Regions from separate parts of the Mus musculus genome. Here region 1 is linked to region 2. Evidence: chromatin contacts called from public HiChIP or PLAC-seq data. All regions are on one chromosome and are shown on one strand. The core of a region is the stretch at or near the end of the contact, and the rest is flanking DNA. Distances in the headings are between cores, read along the strand shown.

Evidence for each region. HiChIP or PLAC-seq counts read pairs in DNA pulled down with a chosen protein or histone mark.
Region 1: a contact with region 2 is called in an H3K27ac HiChIP or PLAC-seq map of embryonic stem cells, with 12 times the contacts expected there. The contact joins the promoter of Prlr here to the promoter of Skp2 in region 2. A contact is called at or near these places in 3 of 39 promoter capture datasets (embryonic stem cells, hippocampal neurons and pre-B cells), 2 of 115 datasets of contacts at active chromatin or transcription factors (embryonic stem cells and large pre-B cells) and 1 of 9 other capture datasets (embryonic stem cells).

What each region holds. Positions count from the first base shown.
Region 1 is chr15:10,174,866-10,180,032 of GRCm38.p6, reverse strand. Prlr (prolactin receptor) reads right to left here and starts at 2,795. Exons shown (of 10, transcript NM_011169.5): 1 at 2,162-2,795.
Region 2 is chr15:9,136,386-9,141,823 of GRCm38.p6, reverse strand. It overlaps Skp2 (S-phase kinase-associated protein 2), which reads left to right and starts at 1,370. Exons shown (of 10, transcript NM_013787.3): 1 at 1,370-1,640; 2 at 2,121-2,392. The coding sequence starts at 1,633. It overlaps Lmbrd2 (LMBR1 domain containing 2), which reads right to left and starts at 1,254. Exons shown (of 18, transcript NM_177178.3): 1 at 1,084-1,254.

The sequences.
Region 1 (5,167 bases), core at 1,546-4,045, 1.0 Mb before region 2:
GAACATGGCTATTTACTCAGCTACCACGTGCAGAAGTAGAATTATTCCCCATCTTGCAGCCAGGAAAAGAGAGGCACAGAGAGCTCCAGTGACTCTCTGAATTGTAGCTACAATTTGAAGCACAGCCTCCAGGGCCCCAGTGCCTCCTGCTCTCTGCTGAACATCTCCTGCTCTCTGCTGTACAACTTCTGCTCTGCTGGCAGAAGACTCTAGTTACTGGAAGGTGTGAGACGCTCTAGACCAGTGGTTCTCCGACCTTCCTAATGCTCTAGATCTTGGCTCTAGGCCTAATGTGTTATACAAAGTATATATACCCGAAGTATCTAGCCACACTGTGCTTGGGGAGCAAACTAAGCTTTGTCTCCAACCAAGCCTTGGCCCTGTTCTCTGACTCCCAGCCAGTTGCCCTGAAGGGCATTGGTTTCTGTGGACACTGACATCTCCCCCCCACCCCCCACCCCCGCCCCCATAGGTTGCTTTCCAGAGTTGTTTGTGGACAGAAATCTCCGGGGTAGTGGTTATCATCCTGTGGGGTTCGACCTTGTTGGTGGGGGGGTGGGGGGGGGGATAAACAACCTTTTCACAGAGGTCACCTAAGACCATCGGAAAACACAGATATTTGTGTTAAGATGCATAACAGTAACAAAGAAAATGATTTTATAGCCAGAGGTCACACAACATGGGGAACTGTATTAAAGGGTCACAGCATTGGGAAGGCTGAGAACCATTGCTCTATGGTCCGCCATTAAGAGTTGAGAAGCCAGGTCTGGAAGAAGTGCAAAGATTGATGATGAACGATCTCTGTGTGGGCAGCTCTAGGAAGGCGAGCCATCTCTCTGAACAGCGCAGTTGCTTCAGACCCTCCCAGTCTACTCCCACATCCAGTACAGCCGCCAGCAAAAGCTTGGTGAGATGCGTCCTGATGCAGCATCCTCAAAGACAAGGGGTTTTCTGGCATGGACAACAAGGGGTGTCCTTAAAAATTCTTCATCTGTTCCCTAAGTACAGTTTCCACCCTGGGGAAATAACTCACAATCGCTTCTCAAAAGGGATCGATTTGCGAAGAAATCACTTTGAGAAAAAAAAAAACAAAACGCCACTGAAACAAAAAATCAAAATATTCCGGTTTCTGCTCTACTCAGCACCTCTGTTCCATTCAGCACTTGTAGCAAGAATGATCAGTTTCCCTAAATGTACACACAGTAAACTGAGGCCAGGAGAAGGTGAACTCCCACGATTGTAGTGCCACGGGAGGCAGAGCTAGGATTGGTCAAGACACTCCGGTGGGAAATCTTTCCCAGCCAATTCCATGAATGAAGATTAAAGGACGCTCCCCCCCGACCCCCCCCCCCGTGACATTAATAACAGGTTGCAAACATTTTCAAGTTCGATCACAGAAAACCCCAAGTTGCTTGTTATTAAGGGAACGTGGGTTGCTTCCCTACCACACAGGTAGAGGTCACTAACAGGATATTTTTCTACACAACTACAGCCCTTGCCTCCCCCTGCCTCAGCATTAAGAGTCTGGGTTCTGGGAGGCTATCCCCTCTGTCCCCTGATCCCATGATCTTTGCTCCAGCAGTGTGTCCTTGCTTCTACCCCTAGGGCCTGAATTCCTAGCACACTGCCCAGACTCCGCTTAGCTGCCTTAGGGAGTGGGGGTGGGAGCTCAGGTGACTGTCTCTTCACCTGGCACCCAGCTGTGCAGCCGGCAGGAGACTGCCCAAGTTAGCTGCCACCACGTCTCCTGCCCCAGCCCATTCAGCCTCCCCGCTATCTCCCCAGCTTTTCATTTCGACACAAACCACCTGCAACCCCACCATCACACCACCGAAACTCATTCGCAAGGGCGCGCTTGCAGGGTTTATTTTAAAACACACCGAGAGCAGTTGTAAAAGCTGGGGTGGGTGGCCAAGCCCCTTGGCATATATTTAGCTTTTCTCGAAAGGGACACCAAGGTTTGGCTTCAGGCACGCTCACAGCACGGGATGGGGTTTCCTCGCGCCCGCGGGCTCTGGCAGCTAGCTGGCATTTCCCTAAGCTGTCCGCGCCTGCAGCCAACTGTTCCACTCCCACTCGCGGCCTCGAACCCGCGGCCCTGGAGAGCGCCCGCCCGCACCACCCCTGGCCACGCACAGCCTTGTCTGACATGGGTACTCACTTCTGCTGGAGAGAAAAGTCTGCCATACCAGGGATTGAGCACTTCTTGCAAAGAACGCGAGCTTTTTCAGTGACAGGTAAAGCTGTTTCCTGAGCCCCGTGTAAAATCCAGAACGCAGGAGAGGAGTGAGTGAGACAGAGCAGGAAGGCGGGGAAAGCCCAGCTCAGAAGACCCGGCAGTCTGGGGATTTTAGCCTCTGCTCTGCCGTCGCCAGCCGCGTGTCTCTGAGAAGAAGCTCAACTCGGTGCACTTGTTCACTCTTTCTTCACTAGAGGAGGAGTCAGTGTTGCAACATGCATGTTCCTTGCTGGAGGCAAAACAGTGATTTTTCTCCAGCGTGCAAAAGGTCCAGAGCCTGCCAGTTTTATAAGGTGACGGAGATAGTTGGGGGAATCAGAATGCAGAGAAAAGGTGGACAAGGTAATGTCTGATTTCTCCCGGATCCGTTTCGCATGATCAGGGGACCTTCTTCCATCAAGACTACCAGTAAAGAGACAAAACAATAATAGAAATGTCCTTTAAGTCCTGTGACCTCAAAGATGGTATTTCTCCCAGTAGCCAAGATGAGATTCGGTGTCAAATTTCTTTCCGTACTTCCCAGCAAGCAACACCCAGCAGCCAGCCGCTTGACAATACTTGAGGGGGCTCTAGGGATTGGAATCACACCTTCCCTGGGAAGGAGGAGGAGTCAGAGGAAAGTGGTCGAGGAAGAATAAACAGGGACCCTTAAAGGACGCGTTGCTTTCTATTTTTTAACACAGCAGAACTTCCAGGGCTCTACTTTATGCTCAGCCACATCAAAATAGTAGATACACCAACATCCTCAGCAACCCACGAGTCGGCTCCTTTCCGCAAATGCAGAATGTACCTCCTCAAATAAGCTGCACCATCTGAGGGTTGTTTTATATTATGTCTTTGGTATTAACAAAACACTGCTTTTCCTCTTGCACCCCTCCCTATGTTCTCTTGAAAATAAACTATTAAAACAACAAATACCAATAGCTACTTGGATCAAATAGTTATCTCTGAACAGGTAAGTGATGCCATTGATTAACACTGTGTCCCGTTGTTAGGTAAGTTAGAGGGCCACGATGGGTGGTTATTTTGAACAAGCTATTGAATATTTTTTTTAATCATTGAAACATTGCTTTTTCTTCCTCTGATTTGATTGACACTTTACAATAACTGGCAAATCACATTCGTTAATGGCTTTCTGCCACACTGCAGGAAGCTGCTGGAAATCCCATGACGTTTAGGCGATTCTCTTGCATTAGAAGAGGCGTTCACACATGACCTGCACAAGATAAACCATGATCTACCCCTGGTTTTCAGAGGCTGTGGGGTGTGTATCTGCTGTGCACAGACTATGCCGGCTTCTGGTGGCTGAGGTGGACCATTGCTCACAATTACCTTTGAGAGTGTATAATACAGTGCCCGTTCATTTTCAAAACTAACGAGTATCCTCTCCAATGGCAGAATACAGACATTCTTAGTGGCCAAGTTACACCACAATGAACCCATTGTTAAGTTTAAGATATTTTAAGAAAAAAAAAAGAATAAAAACACCTGTTGAACATCATAATCTAGCCTTGTCTTGCCTATCAGATATGCTTAGAACTTGTATATTTGACTGAATTTGGGGGAAATTATCTAGCACAAAACTTAACAGGATGCCCGTGTAGGTAGATCATCATATTATTAAAGTGTCTAAACCATCGTGAACCACCAGAGGTTAGTGATTATATTCCTGTGTGACCTTTGAAAGGCTGGGGGTTACTCAGTAAAGTGTAATTTTCCTTGACTATTCTAACAGATAATGAGAAGAGAGGGAGAATCACCTTTGGCAATGGAAAACTGTTCGATTTCCTTGTGGTTCCTAGACGTCTGCGTTCCTGCTGCACAGCAGAAGTAGGTTCCAGAACAGGGTAAGTGACTAATCCACATGCTATTTGGAGAGAAGGTCATGGCTTTCTGCTTTGCTGTGCAGCATATACCCTGACCCCAAGCCACAGGCAGGCGTTCACAGTCGTAAATTTCCTTGTGCTCTCCTGTTACTGAGATGCTGAGGGAAGTCATCTGTGAGGCCAGCTTCCCTTTGCTCCATAGCTAGACCATGACTCTCTCCTTCTGCACACACTGGAACCATTCACCCACTTCCTCGTGTTCTCCGTTTGCTTAGATCTGCATCTGCCTCAGTGTGTGTCTTGTCTTGCTGATTCATCCAGCTGTGTCTTGACTCTGTATCTGCTCACTGTCTCCAAGACCTCACCCCACAGTTTAAGGTAACACACTAGCAATGTTTTGGATATCGCTATTCATTTGACTTGCACGAGTTTCACTTAGTGTAAACCAGGCTCAGCAGGGGAATAGCTATAATGTTGATGGAGTCTGTAAAATGCCAATCACGCTAATAAAACCTTATGGTCTTCACGGTTTTCTTTCCTTGCCTGTTTTGTTTTGCCTTCCTATTTCCTAGCCATGAGTTCCCTTCCACAGCTTTCTCAGATTGTTCCTGGCCCAGCTGGCACTTGGGATGATTCACAGTTTAGGAAAGCGTCACACATCCACAGCCTTCTTGACTTACTTTCCTTGGATTTGGCTATTCCTAGCCTTGGGTGCAGACCAGCAACACCCAAGGAGGAGCCGAATAACAATGCCTGCATGTCTGGTGATAAACTTATAATCCAAGAGGTTCAGGGTAACTTTCCTAGTCCTACAAGAAAATCCATCAACTCTACTGTTTTGGTCACTATTTGGTTCTTCCTCTTCTGCCATGGCTGCCCGCGAGCTGCTCTCCAGGCAGGGTTACCTTGGCCTTTCCCCTGCTTTCTGTGAGCTCTCCTTTAGGACGCCGCATTTCTCCACTTCCCCATGTCTCCCTGCTATTCCAGGGTTTCTGGCACAGCCTCTCTCCTTTCTCCTTTACACAGGGGACACTTTTGTTTCTAGATTTCACTTTTACCAATTGGAGATAGCTTTCTATTCTTTAATAAATAGGAAATGCGA
Region 2 (5,438 bases), core at 121-2,620:
GGACAAAGTTCAAGAGAAGGCAAATGAGTTTTTCAAAGTAACAAAAGATAACTTTATACACTATTTCAGAAGGTCTCACTTTAGATACTTTCCATAACAAAACTGTGACTACATACTTATTCTCCTAGTCTTTCTTTTCAAGTAAAACCAATTTGCAAAAAGGTCTTTTTTTTTTACACCAATCTCACTCACAGGAACTAAAAGTTCATGAATCTCTTCCTCTCAAGAAGTAACTGATGCAAAGATTATGCTAGAAACAAAGACAAAACTGAGCATGAAGGATTTAATTCCACTATAAAACGAATCTTGCTCTCTCCACAAAGAAACACAAGTGTATGCAATCTAACATACTAAACCAATATTCTAATGTTTTTGATGAAGGTGGCCTGCTTTTTTCTCAACTCTATAAATCTTCATTTTTACTGGACTAGAAATGCATCCCCCTACCCTCTCCCCTGTTGCACAGTTTGCACACCTGAATTTTGCATGGTCATTCTAATCTAATCGCCCCCGACCTCTTCAGAGGCTAAATTAGCATAGTTTCTAGGCAGAGAGATTCTAGGACAGGCTGTGGATTGAGTCAGAGGCACCTAAACAGCTTTCAGGGTGGTCTCTCCTTGCAAGCGGAGCCTCCCTTTTTCCCTTTGGTATTTGGGAGACTCATCAAGGATCCAAGAGGATGCACGCGGGAACCACTGCTGGCTCCTGCCGCCTTAAAAATAAACCATCGCTCCTCTTGGAGCTGCGCTTTAGCTCGAAAAAGGCTTCCCCTCGCACGCTGATTTGATCTTCAGTGCCAGCCCATGAGGTGTGCCGCGTCCTCGAGCCTAGTTTACAAGTGAGGAAAGGATCGCGTCCACAGACCCAGTCCTAAGGGCCGCCCACTGCCAGGTGGAGGAAGGCGAATGGCAGGAGTGCCACCCGCAGCCTCTCACCTGGCGGGCCATCGAGACCCCGGAGATGGGCCTGGCGGCGGCGGCCACTCACCATCTGGAACTCCCCCCAAGTCTATGTCCGCCAGGGACTGGGCCGGGACCCCAGACCCTGACGCACCTCACGCGTCCCCGCCCCCCTCACGCTCACCGTCGGACCTCGCCAGACAGCGTCTGGAAGGGACTCAGAAGCTTCGCGTCCGCCGCAGCCTGCCGGGGTCACGGATCCTTCAGTCCCGGGCGACCGTGGCGGTGATCACCCGAAGGCCCGTGAGCTCCGGGAAAAGGAAAACCTGCTCCCAGTCAATCGGCTGACATTTCCCAGCCAGCCGGAGCTCCACCCACTTCCGCCTGCCTGTCCTCCTCCTCCTCCTCCTCCTCCTTCAATCCCGCCCGGCGCCGCAGGGAGTTGTGGGTATCTGGAGGGTTGGTCCGAAATCAGAGTGGAAGAACCCAGGCAGGACTACGAGCTAGGCTCGGAACTACAATTCCCAGCAGGCAACGGGGCGTCAGAAGGCGGCTGCTGGAGAGCGGGATGCAGAACTCCGCGCGCGCGGTGGTGATGGAACGTTGCTAGTTCGCGGGTCCAACTGCTGGGGCCCCGGGGATCACTCTAAGCCGAGCGCTAAAACAGGAGTCTGGAAGGCAGGCAGCGCTTCAATTAATTCAAGCATTCAAAACTCCTGAATCAGTGGACACCATGCATAGGTAAACCGATTGCAAAAAAACCGGACAAAACATGAATGAACCGTTTGAATTCTTTTAGGCCGCGAATGTTGCTTCTTGTTCAAATAATCTGGTTATGTGAATGTTTGCTTAGAGAAAAAGGATGGATGAATGCTTTAGTGCGAATATCAATGTGGAGTTTAATTTGGCTTCCTAATTAAGTTTTCCTTCCTCTACTTTGAGTCATGGTATCAGTGCCGTCCCTCTTTTTCCCTCCACGGGAAGAAATTATTGAGGCCTTCTGCGTGACCATAAATCCCAAAGCCTTTCAAAGTATATATGTTCCCGATTTTTCTCTTTCATTCTTGTATTTCTCTCGCTTGTAGGCACGTTTAAAAAATGCAGTACTGTCACTTGCTGGGACTTTTCTCCACTCCATTCTTTACTCTTCTTTCATGCCTACCTTGGAATTATTTAGGGGTGTATTTTCAAAAGGAATAGAGAATGTCTGCCCTTCTGCAGGAAGCACCTTCAGGAGATTCCGGACCAGAGTGGCAACGTCACCACCAGCTTCACGTGGGGATGGGATTCCAGCAAGACTTCTGAACTGCTATCAGGCATGGGTGTCTCGGCCTTGGAGAAGGAGGAGGTGGACAGTGAGAACATCCCACATGGACTGCTCTCAAACCTCGGCCACCCCCAGAGCCCTCCAAGGAAACGAGTCAAGGGCAAAGGGAGTGACAAAGACTTTGTGATCATCCGTCGGCCGAAGCTTAGTCGGGAGAACTTTCCAGGTAATGCACAACACTAAGATCCAAACTGTATTGTAATGGGTTGAACTATTTTGTTTTAACTAAATTCGATTGAATTATTTCCTTGGGGAATCTTTTTGGATCGGTGCCTAAAATTGCCTAGTTTTGGTGCCTAAAATTGCCTAGTTTGGAAGTGTGGCAGTGAAATGGATTCCAGTCATTAAGTCTTCAGGAATCTTGGTTGGTCTTTATCTTGTGGTCAACAATTGACTTGAAGCTTTTTTCCTGCCCTTTTCCTTAGAAAGGAATCTTCCTGCTCAAAGTCCAGCTCAGTACACTGACATATGGGAACAGAAGCAGGGATCTTAGAGGGTCCCCTTTTGTCTCTATATACTTCTTTGTATCTGAGCAAGCTTTGTATGGTAATGACTTAGATTATTGGTAGGCACATTAGGAAGGTAAATGTTACTAAGTAGAAGAGACTTAGATTGCTCCGCTTGCAAGCAGGCCCTTGGGGGTGTGGTGTTTCCCTTACTGTGACATTGCATCTACAGTCATAGAACCCTGAAATGTGGTCTCATCCCCACTGCCCCCACTACCCAGCTAGTCACTGTGTCTTTCACTCTTGTGTGGCAGCTGTTTCAAGCTTTCATCATCTCTTCCTGGATTATTGTAATAGATTTATATTGTCAGCTTTCTTCTCAGCTCTGTCTCCAGGAGGCAGGGTGGATTGATGAGATCAGAATTTACCTGAAATTCTTCTCTCACTAGTGACTCCCACTCCTTGATTCCCCAAACATTTTTAAATAAAGCGCCTCCAGGGCAGATCCAGACTCAAGGACTGGCAGCCTTAGAGTAAATATAGTGTGTTGACCTGAGGCTTGTCAAGGTTTCCCCACCCCCACCCCCTAGTCATTTAAAAAAGTGATTCAGGGTCGGGCAGTGGTAGCACACGCCTTTAATCCCAGGATTTAGGAGGCAGAGGCAGGCGGATTTCTGAGGCCAGCCTGGTCTACAGAGTGAGTTCCAGGACAGCCAGGGCTACACAGAGAAACCCTGTCTCAAAAGAGTGATTCAGGAAGTGTTTTTGAGAGCACACTGTCCTCCACAGTATAGTGGCTCCAGATAATAGCAGTGAACAAAACAGACAAATCCTAGAACTTCCATTCTAGTGAGGAAATGCTGGAAGTCCAATGGATATGGTACTTTCTGTAACATGTTAGGCCAACGTGGCTAAAAACAAAGAGGGGGTCAAACTGAGGCAGAATGGAGGAAGTCTTGGAATCTGAAGATAGATTGCAAACTGGTTATTGGCTGACATCCTTATTTGGGCTGTGACCTTTAAGCAAAGACAAGGGGAGAATGCAGGAATACGCGTGAAAATGTCCCTTGGCATAGGGAACCTAAAGTAAAGGGAAGCCACATAAGATGCTGGAGAACAGGAAAGCAGAGTGAGAGTGGACAGAGTAGGGAGAGGTGCGGCCTCAGGTGGGGCTGATCTTTCCTCATTGGAACACTCACTCCTCTCCCCTCGTTCAGTGTCGTCCATTGAGACAGGGTTTCTTTGTTTGTAGTGTAACTCACTGGCCTCCAACTCAGACAGGCTGGCCTCCAGCTCAGAGATCTGCCTGCCTCAAGTGCTGGGATTAAAAGAGTGGACCATTGGCGCCCCGGCTCGGTGACCCCTCCAAAGGGACACATTGGTTAGCTGAGGCTGAACTGTATCGGGTAGAGGATAGGCAGCAGACCCCTAGAGATTTATGTAGAGCAGTGAGAGAATGATAAGCCGTGGTCAGGATGAAAGCAGTGGAAGAGGTGACCAAAGTCTAAACTAAAATTGGGTGAGGAATGGAAAAAGACGTTGAAGAAAGCATCAGAGTGAAGCCTTGCAAAGCCAGCGTAAAGAAATGGATTCTTCCGTCCTTCCTTCGGGCGCTGTCTGCAGACAGGGTGGTGAGCAGATCCGTGGCTTGCTTGAAAATCCCTGTTTTGTAGTCCCCTGTGGTGTCTCATGCCTTTGAACCCAGTACACCAGTGGCCAAAGCTGGCAGATCTCTGTGAATTGGAAGCTCTTTGGCCTATACAGTGACTTCCAGGACAACCAGGGCTACGCAATGAGACTCTTGTCTCAAAAAAAAAAAATTCTGTTTGGGCTTCTCAATACTTTTTTGGAAAGGGAGTCATCTTCAGGTTATAGCATGTGAGTCCACATTAATGCCAGGTATGGTGGCACGTCTCTCTGGTCCCAGTTTAAGAGGCTGTAGTCAGAAGATGGGGATTTCTAGAAAGCATGAGCCTCGCAGTAAGACTGTCTCAAAGTGAAAACATAACTGAATATATAATAATATATGAGATTAACTAGAGGGGTATGGAAGTAAGTTCAGACAAATCTACATTTAAACCTTGATGCTGCCATTGGGAGCTACCTTGGGAAGTGACTTGAACTTTCTGGGCCTTAGTTTCCTTATCTGTGAAATGGAGCAATAATTCCTACTTAAAGTGTTCATCTGAACATTGAGTAAAACTGTAAAGGTCTTAGTATGACAGTGGCTTATAATAGGTAATGGTCCACACAGTTTCTGACACTGGCTTGAGAAGCATCCTCTGTCTACAGTAATGTTAATCTGACTCTGCACATATAGAAATCTTTTTCTTTATAAAACTTAAAGTGACTCTTATTTTTAGAGCCTGGGTTTTTAACAGTAGCAATTTGGTGTTTGACCAACCAAATGTGGTGAGATAGATCCTGCTAAGATGAGTAGGTTTTGATTAACTTGCCCATTGTACATAGCTTTGGTTATAAAATATGACATCTACGTGTCCACAGATGTAGGACAAAAGTCATCTTTGAAGCAAAACACTGTGAGGACCCAGACAGAACATAAGGGAGGGTTGCTGTTTCTTAGGAGTTTCAAAATGGAGTTGAAGAGGAAGGACAAAGTATATAGCAGCTGCACACAGCTACATGCCTGCCAGGAAGACAGAGGTGTTAGTAGTAGCTCAGACCCTGAGTGTCCTCAGGGCTGGAAGGAGGGAAGGAGCCCCTTGTGCAGAAGTGACTCATTTCCCATCCCAGTGGATGTGTGGA